Regions from separate parts of the Oryctolagus cuniculus genome. Here region 2 is linked to region 1. The links are chromatin contacts, called in public Micro-C maps. All regions are on one chromosome and are shown on one strand. The core of a region is the stretch at or near the end of the contact, and the rest is flanking DNA. Distances in the headings are between cores, read along the strand shown.

Region 1 (7,107 bases), core at 1,677-4,176:
GTTGGGTTATGTCCTCCATAAATTCTTATGTTGAATCTTAAACACCTCTGAATGTAAGCTTATTTGCAGACAGTTTTAAAATAAGCAACCAATTTAAAATGAGGTTAATAGGGTAGGCTATAATTAAATACCACTGGTGTATTAGGAAATTTGGAGGCAGAGGAAAGACAAGGTGAAGATGCAGCCATCAGGAAAGCAAAAAGGCCTGGAACAGCTTCTTCCCTCACTGCCCTCAGGAGGAGCCCAGCCCGCCAACATCTCGATCTCAGATTTCCAATCTCCTCATATGTGAGACAACAAAGTTCTGTGGTTTAAGCCACCTGGTTTATGACACTTGTGACAGTGGCCCCAGCAAACTAATACGCTCCAAAGAAAGGGGGGAGGGGAAGGAAGGAGGGAAGGAGGAAAGGAAAGAGGGAGGGAGGGAGGGAGGGAAAAGAAAGAGAGAGAAAGAAAGAAAATGGAAGAAACAAGATATCAGACTATCCCAAACACCAAAGAGTAGTGTCTTGGACCCTGGACTTCTGAACCCATCCACTTGTGGGCATGTCCCCTCTTGTGGCCTTTCTTTTCCCCTACCTTCTACTCCCCAAAGCTGCCAATGGACCCTTTTTAATTAGATTTAAGCAGGCTGATGTGATATAGAGCATTTATAAGCCAATTTGTCCAGGCTGCTGCACCCTCCACTTCCCCACCCAGAATAGTGCTCTTTGTGGTTGGACGTCATAGTGAGGACCCTTGCTAACTACCATATGTGTACACGTGTGCCAGATAGGTGATGAGGAGCTCCTGAGACATTCTGAAAGGAGGAATGATACAACTCATCACTGCTTTAGGAAGATGACTAATGACAATGCAAACGAGGGACCAGAAGTAGAGGGTGAACAGCTATTGTAATTGTTCAGGCAGGTAATATGACCAAGTAGTCAACAGTATTAGACCAGATCGACAGCTCTCAAATTGGAGTAGACATGCCTGCAAGGTGTGTTAGTACACAGGTTGCTAGACCCACCCTCAGATTCTGTTTCAGTTAGGGTGGGGCATGGGGCCCAGAGCTTCAATATAAGAGTGCCCACTCTATGATAATTGCTCATATCAAGTTTGACATTATTTGGGGCATGTTAACTCGGAATTAGAAACCTCAGAACCTAAAACTAATGGAAAAGACCCTGAATGGTGTCCTCAATTCTGGCCATAGCTTTAAAATGAAAACCTAACCACTCCCCTCCTGTGTTGAGAGTCATAGATTTATCATTTGCAAAGCCTTGCTATTTTATTTTCAAGAGAAGTTGGTGAATTTACAAGTAGTGGATCTGCTTATTATTCTATGTAAGTTGAGAAAATATTACCCCCAATTTACAGATGAAAGAAACGATACTCCAAAGGGATCTTGACCCTCTCTCATTTCTGTTCTTGCCAAGATTTTAATAATTTGCCACAAGATAAACATGCCAGCTCCAGAAACTGCCCTTAACAGACAGGAGAGGGAAAATCTTAGACTGATCATTAAAAGCACACCACCAATCTAAAGCAATGCACCACACAATCCGAGTCCATTAACAGCAGCTCATCAGCTCTAACCGGCTTTCTCACTGGAAAATTATTGAGTCTGCTTGATATTCATCCTATAGGACTGAACAAGTGTCTGCTTTTTTCCCTCTGTTCTTTGAATTTGTTTTCTATAAAGCAACATTAAGCTATAGATTCAGCAGAGTCCCTTGTAAAATAAGGAAAAAAGAAGCCTCTCTTCTTATTCCCTTCAAGTTCATGAAAAGTCCCAAGAACTGTACTTTCTATTAAACTGAGAAGAGCTATGTGTAATGAGGAAAGAATTTTGTTCAACAATAGCAGCAGTGCCACATAGCTGACCAGCTGGAGCTCAGCCCAGCTGTGGCTGTGCAGCCCTCCCTTCCAGAAAGAAGCCAGCGTGGCTCAACAGGGTGACTGCACAGAGGGAGTCAGCCTCCAGCCTCCCCCCGGGAAGCCAGCCACTTCCATCTGCAGCAGGATCTACGCCTTTCTGAAGCTTTGGTCGCCCTCTCTCTTGTTATCTACCTCCCTATCTACCTCTGTCTCCAGCATCTCTAGCTCTCCCCTCCCCTCTCCTCGCCCTAACTCCAAGGCTTTAAGTCAGTTTGAAGGTTTTCACATGAGCCTTTCAGTGTATTGGATCCACACAGACTATCCTTGGATTTGAATAAAAAATTAGCTGCTTTTATTTCTTGGGGACTACATTTTGATCAAAAGATGAGAGTAACTGACACTTAAGAGGGAGGCATTCTGAACCCTGCATTTCAACCTCTTCTTGCTGATTGCTATTTATGGCACTTATTCCAACTTAGAAAATGTAATATATAGGTCCTTAATGTGTTTAGTTAGGGACCTCATGAATCATGTGGATTTCTCCACAACCTAAGCGGTCATTACGCTGCCCCAAGGGCGTGCCATTCTGTGGACATTTCATCTTTGTGTCCCTGTTTATTTGTAGCAAGCAAGCCCAGTTCTGTAGGACACTGATTAGAGGGACAATGTTAGTTATCGACTGTAAGTTTCATCCAACCAAAAGCTGCCAAGTGTTGTTCACATAATGAAGATGCAGAGCTTCCAGACTTGATTGTGTTTTTTGCTTTGGGGCTTCCGATCCTAGCTCAGGCTCTCAGAAAGGCCAAACTACTTCTTATCCTGCATTATTCCTTCTCAGCAACAACAACCTAACCATGCATCTTGGAGACTGCCTGCAAGTTGTTGCCATTAAAACCTCCTTTTTAACTGCAACAATCCTGCTCTTAGTCCCCTCAAAGCTAATGAACCAACACTGCTTCCTTTGCTTGCTGCCGGACTTCAGCTTTGCAAGGAATTGTACTAAGTGGGGAGAGACAGTGGGGGATGGGATGGGTGGTGAGTTAGTATAACTGAGCGGAGCTGAGCTGGCTGGGAGATGCTTTCTCACCAGCTGTTATACATCAAGAAGAGACAGGCTCTTGTAACCCTTTCCTGGCAACTAGTTGGAAACAAAAGTCAGTGTGGATAGATTTTCTGATGAAAACATACACACAGCATAACACTGTGAACTAAATTCACATCTCAATGTGATTATGAGAATTTGACAATGTTTGTGTCTGTGTTTTGGAGGGTCACTTGTGTGAAGATGCAGAGGCATTAAACAGTGGAGGAATCACTGACTTCCAAACGGTCTCGCTGTTTACTTTTTCTGAAGGAAAGCTACTCTTCCCACTGAGATGCAGGGAAAGAAAGCTCTCATCTGAAAACTATAAAGGGAAGTGTAGGGTGGGACCTCCCTGGTCTAAGCCCAGAAGTGTAGTCAGATGTGCTTCCCTTAAGGGTTAAGTCCAGAGCACCTCCCAGGAAATGACAAATGGTCCCATAGCCCAAGTTCTGCCCACCCCGCTGCCCCCAGCATCCAGACTTCCAGACATCAAATAGTTAGAAAAAGTGTTTGGTTTGAAATAATTCCTGAGGGTTAGCTTGCCTCACAAACCACATTCTTTCTACCCTCCTCCCCCTACACAGTTTTAAAAAAAGGAAAACGCCTTGGAATTCTGATGATAGATTTTCACAAAATTGTCCACGTTGCTTGCAGAGGCAAAAAAAAAAAGGGCAAGAAAGTCAAGAAAATCTGTATAAAGTTATGACTTCTGTGGCTACTGAAATGTTGGTCTTTAATTAGAGATATTTGTCTTCCCTTCTTATGTCTTTACATTTTGAATTATTACTGTAGTCTTCATCTTGCAATTTTCCGTTCTAACACCCAAATTCCATTTTAGCTCTATTCCCATGCAGACATTAACTGTTTTTTGAAATCCAAGGTCCAGGGCCAGTGCTGTGGTGTAATGAGCTAAGCCTCTGCCTGTGGCACCGGCATCCCACATGGCTTCCAGTTAGAGCCCCAGTTGTTTCTCTTCCAACCCAGCTCTCTGCTATGGCCTGGGAAAGCAGTGGAAGATGGCCCAAGTCCTTGGGCCCCTGCACCCACAGGGGAGACCCAGAAGAAGCTCCTGGCTCCTGGCTTTGGATCAACTCAACTCTGGCTGTTGCAACCATTTGGGAAGTGAGCCAGTGGATGGAACACTTTTCTCTCTGTCTCTCCCTCTCTCTGTTTCTAACTCCATCTCTCAAATAAATAAATAAAAATCTCAAAAGAAAGAAAGAAAGAAAGAAAGAAAGAAAGAAAGGAAGGAAGGAAGGAAGGAAGGAAGGAAGGAAGGAAGGAAGGAAGGAAGGAAGGAAGAAAGAAACCCAAGGTCCCTGAATGGTTCCAAACCTTAAGTTAATCTGTCAACATTTTCCAACTTGCAGATGCTTAGGGCCCACCCTCAAAAGTTCTCATTCAGTGGGCTGGTGCCGCAGCTCACTGAGCTAATCCTCCACCTGCGGTGCCAGCACCCCAGGTTCTAGTCCCGGTTGGGGTGCCGGATTCTGTCCCAGTTGCTCCTCTTCTAGTCCAGCTCTCTGCTGTGGCCCGGGAAGGCAGTGGAGGACGGCCCAAGTGCTTGGGCCCTGCACCCGCATGGGAGACCAGGAGGAAGCACCTGGCTCCTGGCTTCAGATTGGTGCAGCACTGGTCGTAGCGGCCATTTGAGGGGTGAACCAACGGAAAAGGAAGACCTTTCTCTCTCTCTCTCTCTAACTCTGCCTGTCAAAAAAAAAAAAAGTTCTCATTCAGGAAGTGGGGTTTAGAGCCTTAGAAAATGCAGTGGCTTCCTTCAGTGATTTTAATGCAGATCTTAGTTTGCAAAACACTGCTCCCAGTGTACACGCATCCCACACATATGCATGTGCACACACACACACACATTACTTCCTTCAATGAATTCCATCAGAGAACAGTCATCGTGAAGATTTCTGTTTGCAATTCTATCATAGAAGAGATCCTACTTTTCTTTTATTGAAAAAATTCTTCAAAAAGTGGCCAATCTGGCCTCACCATTTCTGCTTCCCAATCCCACTGTTCACTTACACTGGGCACAATCTAGCTTCTTCCTAATGATTCCTAGATCAGTAGTCAGTGACTTCACAGTCATGAAGTTCAGTGATCACCTTTAGTCCCTTGCTTCTCAAACCTGCTCTTGGCCTCTAACATTGGCCACCATCCCCACCTTGTAGCCCCTCCTTCCTTTGGACCATGGACATCTGCACTCCCCAGGTCTCATCCTGTCCCGCTCTTTGCTCTTTCTCTAGATCTTCATATTCTTCCTGCTGTGACCTCTGACAAAGTCTGTCCTTGGCTACTTTGTGTTCCATCTCCGCACATTCTCCTCCAGGCAAGCTTTTACCACCTGTCGGTCCTACTGCATCAACCAGCATCTCCTCTTCAGGGGACTTCCAGCCCTGCCTCTCTCTAGTCCTGACCTTTCTCTCAAACTCCATTCCTTTCCCCTTATTGCTTGCAAGACTCCTTTACCTGGCTTTTCCAACTGTGTCCCCAAAGTAACATGTTCAAAAGGGAAAATTAATCTTTTCTTCCAAACATACTCTTCATTTGGTGTTTTTGTGATTCTTCTTTGAAGTTAATTTATTTAAAAGACACAGCTCCCATCCACTGGCTCATTCCCCCAAATGCCTGATTAGCCAAGTCAAAGCCAGGAGCCAGAAACTCAGTCCGGGTCTCCCACATGTGTGGCAGGAACCCAAATACTGGAGCCATCACCTGCTGCCTCCCAGAGTGCACACTAACAGGAAGCTGGAATCAGGAGTGGAGCCAGGACTCAAACCCAGTTACTCTGAGATGAGATGTGGGCATCCCAAGTGGCGTGTTAACCACTGCCCTGTAATTCTGTAAATGAAAGCTCAGCCACCCCAGATAGTGAAGGTCAAAGCTGCAGCATCACCTCTGACTGCTTTCTAACACTCAGCCAGAGTATCTGAATAGGTACCACCTATTATCTCCAGTCTCCTCCTTTCTATTTCTACTGCAGGACTGTAAGTGTTACTCTATTTCAAAAATGAGAGTTTTATGGGTACTACAGTATTCAGAGGAATATTTAAAAGGCTCAACATGAAATTTGAACCATCCTTGGAAGACAGGTAGGATTTTGCTAAGTCAAAGGAGGAGTGGGATGGAATCTGGTGGGAAGATCAAGATGTATGCAGCTCCAGATGCAGGAATACACCGGGCATGTGCAAGGAGAATGAGAACTGGTTTGATAAAAGTCAAATGTGTTATCTCCAAGGTTTTCTCCCTAATGAACCATTTACCCTCACGTAATTACTTCCTTGTGTGGTTTCCTTTGAATCTCAGTTGGCACTTGGCCTTTCTTTTTTCTTTATTATATAATGTAAGCAAAGTAATAATGCATAAAGTCAAAGGCTGAGATATAAGAAGGCTTATAGCTTCCTCTTTGCGCTCTTAGAATACTCTTCTTGGGAGCTAAAAAAGAAATATGATTGCTATGTTAGAGATGTCAGGCATTTCAATAAGCATTCCCAGCTGAGCCCAACTTCCCAGTCATCTTTGCAACAGATATGTGAATAAATTCACCTTGGAATCTTCAGACTAGACCATCTACCAGATGAACCTAGGTAACCTCAAGGAGGAATAATTGCCCATCTAAGCCCTACTCAAATCCCAGGACCACTAATCAAGAAATATAGTAAAATTGTTGCTGTTTTAAGCCACTTAATTTTGGTATACTTGTTAGACAGCAACAGATAAAGAAAACACAAAGGCACATTTTGTTGAGTAATAGTAAATAAGATTAAATATGTAGAGTGGTTCCAAATTATGGGACAGTCATGAAAATGTCAACCAAAGGAGCTTTCTTGCTGATACAGTATAGAAAAATAAGAGGCAAATGAAAGATCTTGAGCAGTATAATAATAACCATAGTATTGTTAGATTGGCAGAAATACACAAAATGCATAGATGAATGGCAAGCATTTGGCAATCTAAGAAAAATGAGGGTCTAAATTTAGCTGTGTGATATTAACAAAGGTATTAACTTGACTATGCTATATCAAGGTATAGTCATGATATGAAAGTGCTTTAAAAATTTATTCTGAATACCATGTAAAATAAATTATGTTAAACAGATCAAGTAGAGACTACAGACATTAAAAGCAACTAGAAAGTTGGACACTAATGTGGTC
Region 2 (6,441 bases), core at 1,332-3,831, 80 kb before region 1:
CCCCCCTACCCTCTCTCTTCTCCTGCCTCTCTCCCTCCCTCCCCCATTTTCAAATAAATAAATAAATTTTAAAAGAATATTATGAATAGCACCTTCTAAAAACCACAGTGTGGAATGTGTCCTTATGCTAATTCTGAATCACAAACTGAAAAACTTCAACCAGCTGCAGTGCATCCTACCCTCCACACATTCATCCTCACACAAAAGGTTTTTATTTCCCTCTACTTAAGATCAGTTTTTTATTTTCCTTCATCAAAGATACTAGGATGAAAAACATCAGAAGAATGACCTTGCGTGTTCCTGAAGTTATTGCTGTTACTATTACTACCCTTGCTCCAGCCACAGTACTGGACAGTCATTTTCCCATTGATGGGAAATGGTCACCTTGCTATGCTGAAAGGAGTTTGTGAAGATTGAAGATGAAAGGGTGGTGAACTGTGGATAACCCACAGATCCCTAACTGGTTGCTACATTATTATTTTTCTCACAATTATCCTATCCAAAAAACACAGATTTATTTGGAAAGGCTCAGAACAATGAAATAAATACAGTACTGATTTCAAATGCAAATGTCATGTCATTTCTGAATGAGTCAACCTTCAAAAGACAATGATAAATCAACCGGATAATTTCTGCATGTCAGAGAGTTTCAAAGGTGATAGCTAGCAAATTGAGGTACACATCAAAGTTTCTCCAATACAAATGTTAAATATATGAGTTACTGCTTTATACATCTCTAAAACCTGTCAAGAACAGGGGAAAATGATCTGCCCTCCATCCCCCATTAACTGCACAGATCACTGAGTTACAGCCTCACCCCTGCTCCCAGGAGTGGCCACAGGGCACAGTCACCAATCCAGCTGTGTGCCATTGCGTCGAAGGTGCAGTTACAGATGCAGCTGCATATGCCTGCTATAGACCTAGAGCCCCAGGGCTGCAGCACAGCCAAGTCCCACCTGGGTGGCAATTCAGGACACAGCCAGAATTCCAGATGCAAAAGGGTCCCTCAAAGCCCTGGGCAGTTGAGTGGCTTAGTCGTCCTCTCAGCAACAAAGGACACAGGGAGTGAGTTCTTGAGCACACACACACCTGTTCCCTAAAAACTCATTGAGAGTAGGAATATCTCAGACCCTGGACTGCAGTGGGTGTCTGGCACAGCTGTAAAGACACCCTTGGGACATCCACATCCCATATCGGAGGGCCAGTGTTCCAGTCCTTGCTCCGCTTCCCATTCTGGTTTCCTGCTAGTGAGCATCCTGGGAGGCATCACTCAAGTGCTGAGTCCCTGCTACCAACGTGGGAGATGCAGACGAAGTTCCTGGTCTGGCCCACCCTCGGCTATTGTAGGCATTTGGTCAAAAAAAAAAAATGACGGAAGAAAAAAGAAGAAAGAGAGGGAGAGAGAGAGGCAGAGAGAGAGAGAGAGAGAGGGAGAGAGAGAGAGAGAGGGAGAGAGAGAGAGAGAGAGAGAGAAAGGGAGGGAGGAGGGAGGAAGGGAGGGAGGAAAGAAGAAACTAAAACCCTGGACCTCTGCAATAAGCAAGCAGGATCTTGGTCTTCGTGGTGTTTGTGTGCTCTACTGAAGGACAACACAGTTTTCAAACTCTCTGGTGGAACCTGAGATGCCCCCTCCTTACATGTGTATTACATATTTTGAGCAGCGACTGTCGCTACCTGTTGTTAATTTATGAAGTGAGTGGGTTGAGAATTAAGGAGGTGGAGAAATCGTGACATGCAAATGATTTTTCCTCCCCCTATGGATCAGAACCTTAATCACACAATAAATATTCTCATTCTCCACATGGAAGATGTAGGTGACCTCAATTACACAAGGGCTTGTGAAAATCCAATATGTGTTTCTTTGTTTCAAAGTGAAGAGGATTTTGAATAAACTATTGTATTGCCTTTCCACTGGAATTTATGTTTACCAATGACATTCATAGAAACAATGTCTCGGAAAGTTCTAGAAGAGCGGCCCAGGCCACTCAGTAGTACCCTTCTCCTCCCTAAAGCAGAATCCCTGTGCTGTGCCTTTAAGGCAGTGTAGGGGGTGGGGCAGAGTGGAGGGGCTGAGCTGGGCCCTCCCCAGCCTCTGAGTCAGCCTGGGGAGACTCAGAGGGACTCTGCCCTAGCCAGAGCCCCCGCCTACAGCCTTCCCTGCCCACGACCTCCAAGCTCAGAGGCCTGAAGTCTTCTTTACTGGGGGAACCAGGATGGTCTGAAGGCCTGGGAAAACTAAAAGTATAATTCATGACGCAGGCATAACACTGCTCCCCTGCCCAAACTGCGCCCCATGACCTAAGGCCTCCTGGGGAAATGCAGGAAAGCCCTAAGTAAGGCTAGTTGCAGGCCTAAGGGAGGAGCCTGCTGCAGTCAACTTTCCTTACATTCTTCCCACAGCCCCTCCCACCACACACACAGGCACGCGCACACGCACACACGCAGACACACACACGCACACGCACAGCCACACTGTTAACCGCTGTTTCAAAACTGAGGAGAATAAACTATTTCAAGACAAGAGTAAGAAGGAATCCTGTGAGGACTTGCAGCTCTGTCCACAAAAATTGTGTGTGTTGGGGCTGGGGGACGGGGGTGGGGGGGGTGGAGGGAAGGAAGGAGGGAGGAAATAAAAGAAAGAGGCAGGGAGACTGGGAGGGAGGCAGGGGCTCAGGCCAGAAACTGAGAGGATAAGCAGAACAGAGCCCCTTCTCCCTCCTCCTACACACACTGAACTTCTGGCAGCCTTCACCCTTGCTAACATTCCCAGGGGCAAGTTTTAAAGAAATGTTCTCGGGGCCAAGAATACTCCATGTGGACACATTGAAACCGTCTGAGATCACCATACAGATGAAAGTGGGTCAGGGAGGAGGAGGAAGAGGAGGGGAGACCTCTGTAATCTTGTAAAGCCACGCCTAGATCTCTCAGCACCGCGAGGCATATTTTCTTCTCCAGCCACGGGAGCCCACAGACTGATGCTCTGATGAACCACGGCATCAGCCCAGTCATCAGCCCACCTTACTGTGGGAAAGACTTTGGTTTCTGTTCAAATCAGCACAGCAGCGTCAGACAGAAACGCAAAAGGAAGAGCTGTACCAACAGAAGCAGTTACTGCTCATGCAGATACTGACCCGGAATATGATCTTATTGCGTGCCCCAAACTGAGTCCATGAAACAGATTGGTTACATACTGAAAAGTTTTTCTAAAAGCAGAAATTAAAGGCTTGTTGAACTTTGCCTCACAAGATTTTAGTGAATTACTGGCTTGTAAACTGGTATTGTTTTTTGCTGGGTTCAGCTTCTGTTATTATTTTGACTTAAGGTTGAAACACTAAAATGGCACTTGAAGATCTGCTAATAACTTACTTTTTTTTTTTTTTTTTTTTGACAGGCAGAGTGAACAGTGAGAGAGAGAGACAGAGAGAAAGGTCTTCCTTTGCCGTTGGTTCACCCTCCAATGGCCACCGCGGCTGGCGCACTGCGGCCGGTGCACCGCGCTGATCCGATGGCAGGAGCCAGGTGCTTCTCCTGGTCTCCCATGGGGTGCAGGGCCCAAGCACTTGGGCCATCCTCCACTGCACTCCTGGGCCACAGCAGAGAGCTGGCCTGGAAGAGGGGCAACCGGGACAGAATCCGGCGCCCCGACCGGGACTAGAACCCGGTGTGTCAGTGCCGCAAGGCAGAGGATTAGCCTAGTGAGCTGCAGCGCCAGCCTTACTAACTTATTCTTAATTAAAAGATACAATCTAAGAAGTTGTAACTTTTAGCAACTTAGATTGTTTCCTGTACCTATGTAACCCTCTTTAGTCAACCTAGCAACAGATGTATTCCTTGATCAAATGGAATAGAAAATTATATGAAAGGAATCAGAAACCATTGCAATGTACTATTGATTTCATCTCCCTCCTGAAGAGATCTTCATGGATTTCCTTTCTCTAACCGACTCTTTAGCCTGGGATTCAGTCTTTAATGATCTTTTTAAAACTTTTTTTTTTTTTTTTGCTCTTGCTTACTTTCTGGTTTTTGGCTTTCTCCTATTTATGTCCTTATGAACTCAGAGTCAGCTTGATCTATTTGCATTCCCATAGCTTCTCTCATGCTTCCTTCTCTCCATCCTCTGCTGAGTTCAACCCTACTTGTCCTCCAAAGGCTAGCAAATATTGACATCTATTTAGGTTCATCCAACCCGGTTTTCTTATATAGATGGCCGATGTATGATCTCCATTGTAATTGACTGTATCATTTATACTTCTCCATATGTATCTTTTTTATGACCATAATCTCCCAACTCTGCCATAATGTCATAACCCTCAGGTTATACACCCCAATTAGCAAGACAGAAAGCACCAGGCATTTGGTACAGCAGCTAAGAAGCCATTCCTAATGCCAACATCCCATACCAGAGTGAAAAGGTTTGAGTCCAGGCTCTACTTCCAATTCTAGCTTCCTCCTAATGTGCACCCTGGGAGGCAGTAAATGATGGCCAAAGTGATTGCATTCCTCCCACCCACATGGGAGATGGGGAGTAAGTTCCAGGCGCCTGGCTTCAGCCTGGCCCATGTCCAGGTGTTACAGGCATGTGTAGAATAATATGATCTTATTGTGTATCCTCAATAAGATGGGAGATTGATCTATCTATCTATCCATCTATCATCTATCTATCCATTCATCCACCCATCCATCCATCCATCCATCCATCCATCCCTTTCTCTGTGTGTACCTACCTTTCAAATAAGTAAAAATAAGTAAATTTTTTAAAAAATCAAGATATTGGCACATTTTCTTAAAAGGGGGGAGGGTACCAGAATCACAATTTTAAAGCTTTTCCTCAATTATCTGCTAGCATCATTAGCAGAAGTTTCCTCCCAGGTGCACAGATATCCTCACAGTATGAGCAAAGCAAATGTGAGGTCTGACCCAGACAGAGCTATCAAGTGAGAAGAACAACCTGCATAATCTCATCAATCCCAGTTCCCAGAAATCCTGTCCACCCCAGGTCTGCACAGCACCTTCCAGCTGTGCATACGTGCCTGGGCAAACGGAACTGACCAAATGTGTCCATTTGTCTGATCTGGCTTGCCCAATCAATATAAAACAGGTTTACTTCCAAGACCAAAAAATGTTCTTGTCCAGTCCCCTAAAAAATCCTCCAACTTAATCTGTTTTCATCAGAGCAGCTGCTGAAAGTCTTTATTTTCCAGAACCTCCCATTGGACTGATGAAACTCTCCACTAAGTTGCCTGAAGGTAGAGATTAATTTACTCACGGGAACTGAACTATTTTTCCCTTGATTAAACATTGCTTTCTCAACCCCATTATATGTTTTTCAGAAATAGACTGCCCCTCCCCCAAAAAAATCCTGTATTTGCTAAAGGGTTGAGGATTTTTATGAAGCACTGCAACTGAATTGCCAGAAAGCAATGTGCAGTCCAGCTGTTCTCCACCTGAGAGCTGGGCCCTCAGGTTCCTCCCAGGGCCTTTCTTTCAATCTCTGTCCCGCTGGCTGGCGTACTTTTCATCTGTTATTGCTCTTTCTTGCTTTCTCTCTGTCTGCACCCTTTCTCTCCTGGCTCCTGGCTAGCACCACTAAGAGGGAGGAGGCAGCTATGAGATGAGGGAGCTCTGATGCTTTGGCTCATGTCCATGTCCTTAATGGAAAGGAGAAGAAGCCACTAGCAGCCAAAAGCATCAAATCTTTAAAAAAGAGGAGGGAATATAGAAATATTTTCTAAACAACTTAAAATGGCATGCAGAGTTTCTTGCACTTTATAAGGTTAAAAAACAGAACCAGTGCACTGTTTGGAAAAAATAACATATACCTTCAGAAACCCTTACCACATATAAATCAATGCTTCTTGGAAGTGTATATGTTCTGGCATCAAATCCAGAGCTTGGCATTTGATCTCTATATTCCTAACCAAAACTATCAAGTCCAGAGAAATCTTTTAAAATTCAGAATATCGTGAGGATTATGAGATTCTTCTTCATCAGTGTTAACTGCCTGTGTTCCTTCTCAGGACCAAATTAGGAAAGCCAACCAAACACTGTCCTTGTCCTTCAAAGATCTCCAAGATGTAGTATTAGAGAGACCTGACAGATGTGAATAACTTTGGGAAGACTCCCAAGCAAAGCAGGCAATGGATGCAAAGGCCCCAAGGTGTGCCTAGTCTGGGGGCACCAGTGAGACTGGAGCAGAGTGCATGAGGCAAGAGTAGCACAAAGCAGGAAAATCAGAGAAGAGAGAGGACACACTCTCCAGAGGCCCATGGGGGATTGAATGGCCTTGGGACTTCACACTGGAGCACTTGGAAAGGCTACAGATGGCTTTGAGCAAAGGAATGGCAGGGATGTATGCTTGCAATGAATCACCTGGCAGCTGTGTAGAGAACAGGATTAAATAGCAGTGGTGAAAGTGGTGAGAAGTAGTGAAATTCTGGAAGT

What was found. Hi-C and Micro-C count contacts between places; a contact is called where the count stands out from the background.
Region 2: a contact with region 1 is called in a Micro-C map of ear pinna, with 2.5 times the contacts expected there. The contact joins two enhancer-like sites. A contact is called at or near these places in 3 of 6 Hi-C or Micro-C datasets (ear pinna, embryonic fibroblasts and skin fibroblasts).

Annotation. Positions count from the first base shown.
Region 1 is chr16:41,563,535-41,570,641 of mOryCun1.1, reverse strand. All of the region lies in intron 1 of LOC138845899 (a long non-coding RNA gene), which reads right to left. It also overlaps the pseudogene LOC100352847. Among named protein-coding and RNA genes, the nearest start is that of COL1A2, 23 kb to the right of the region's middle. Within about 2 kb of position 2,926, at least 4 of the 8 cell types and tissues checked have an H3K27ac peak or open chromatin away from gene starts, as enhancers often do. A contact at or near this core is called in ear pinna, where this site is marked.
Region 2 is chr16:41,644,126-41,650,566 of mOryCun1.1, reverse strand. No RefSeq gene overlaps it. Among named protein-coding and RNA genes, the nearest start is that of COL1A2, 100 kb to the right of the region's middle. Within about 2 kb of position 2,581, at least 5 of the 8 cell types and tissues checked have an H3K27ac peak or open chromatin away from gene starts, as enhancers often do. A contact at or near this core is called in ear pinna, where this site is marked.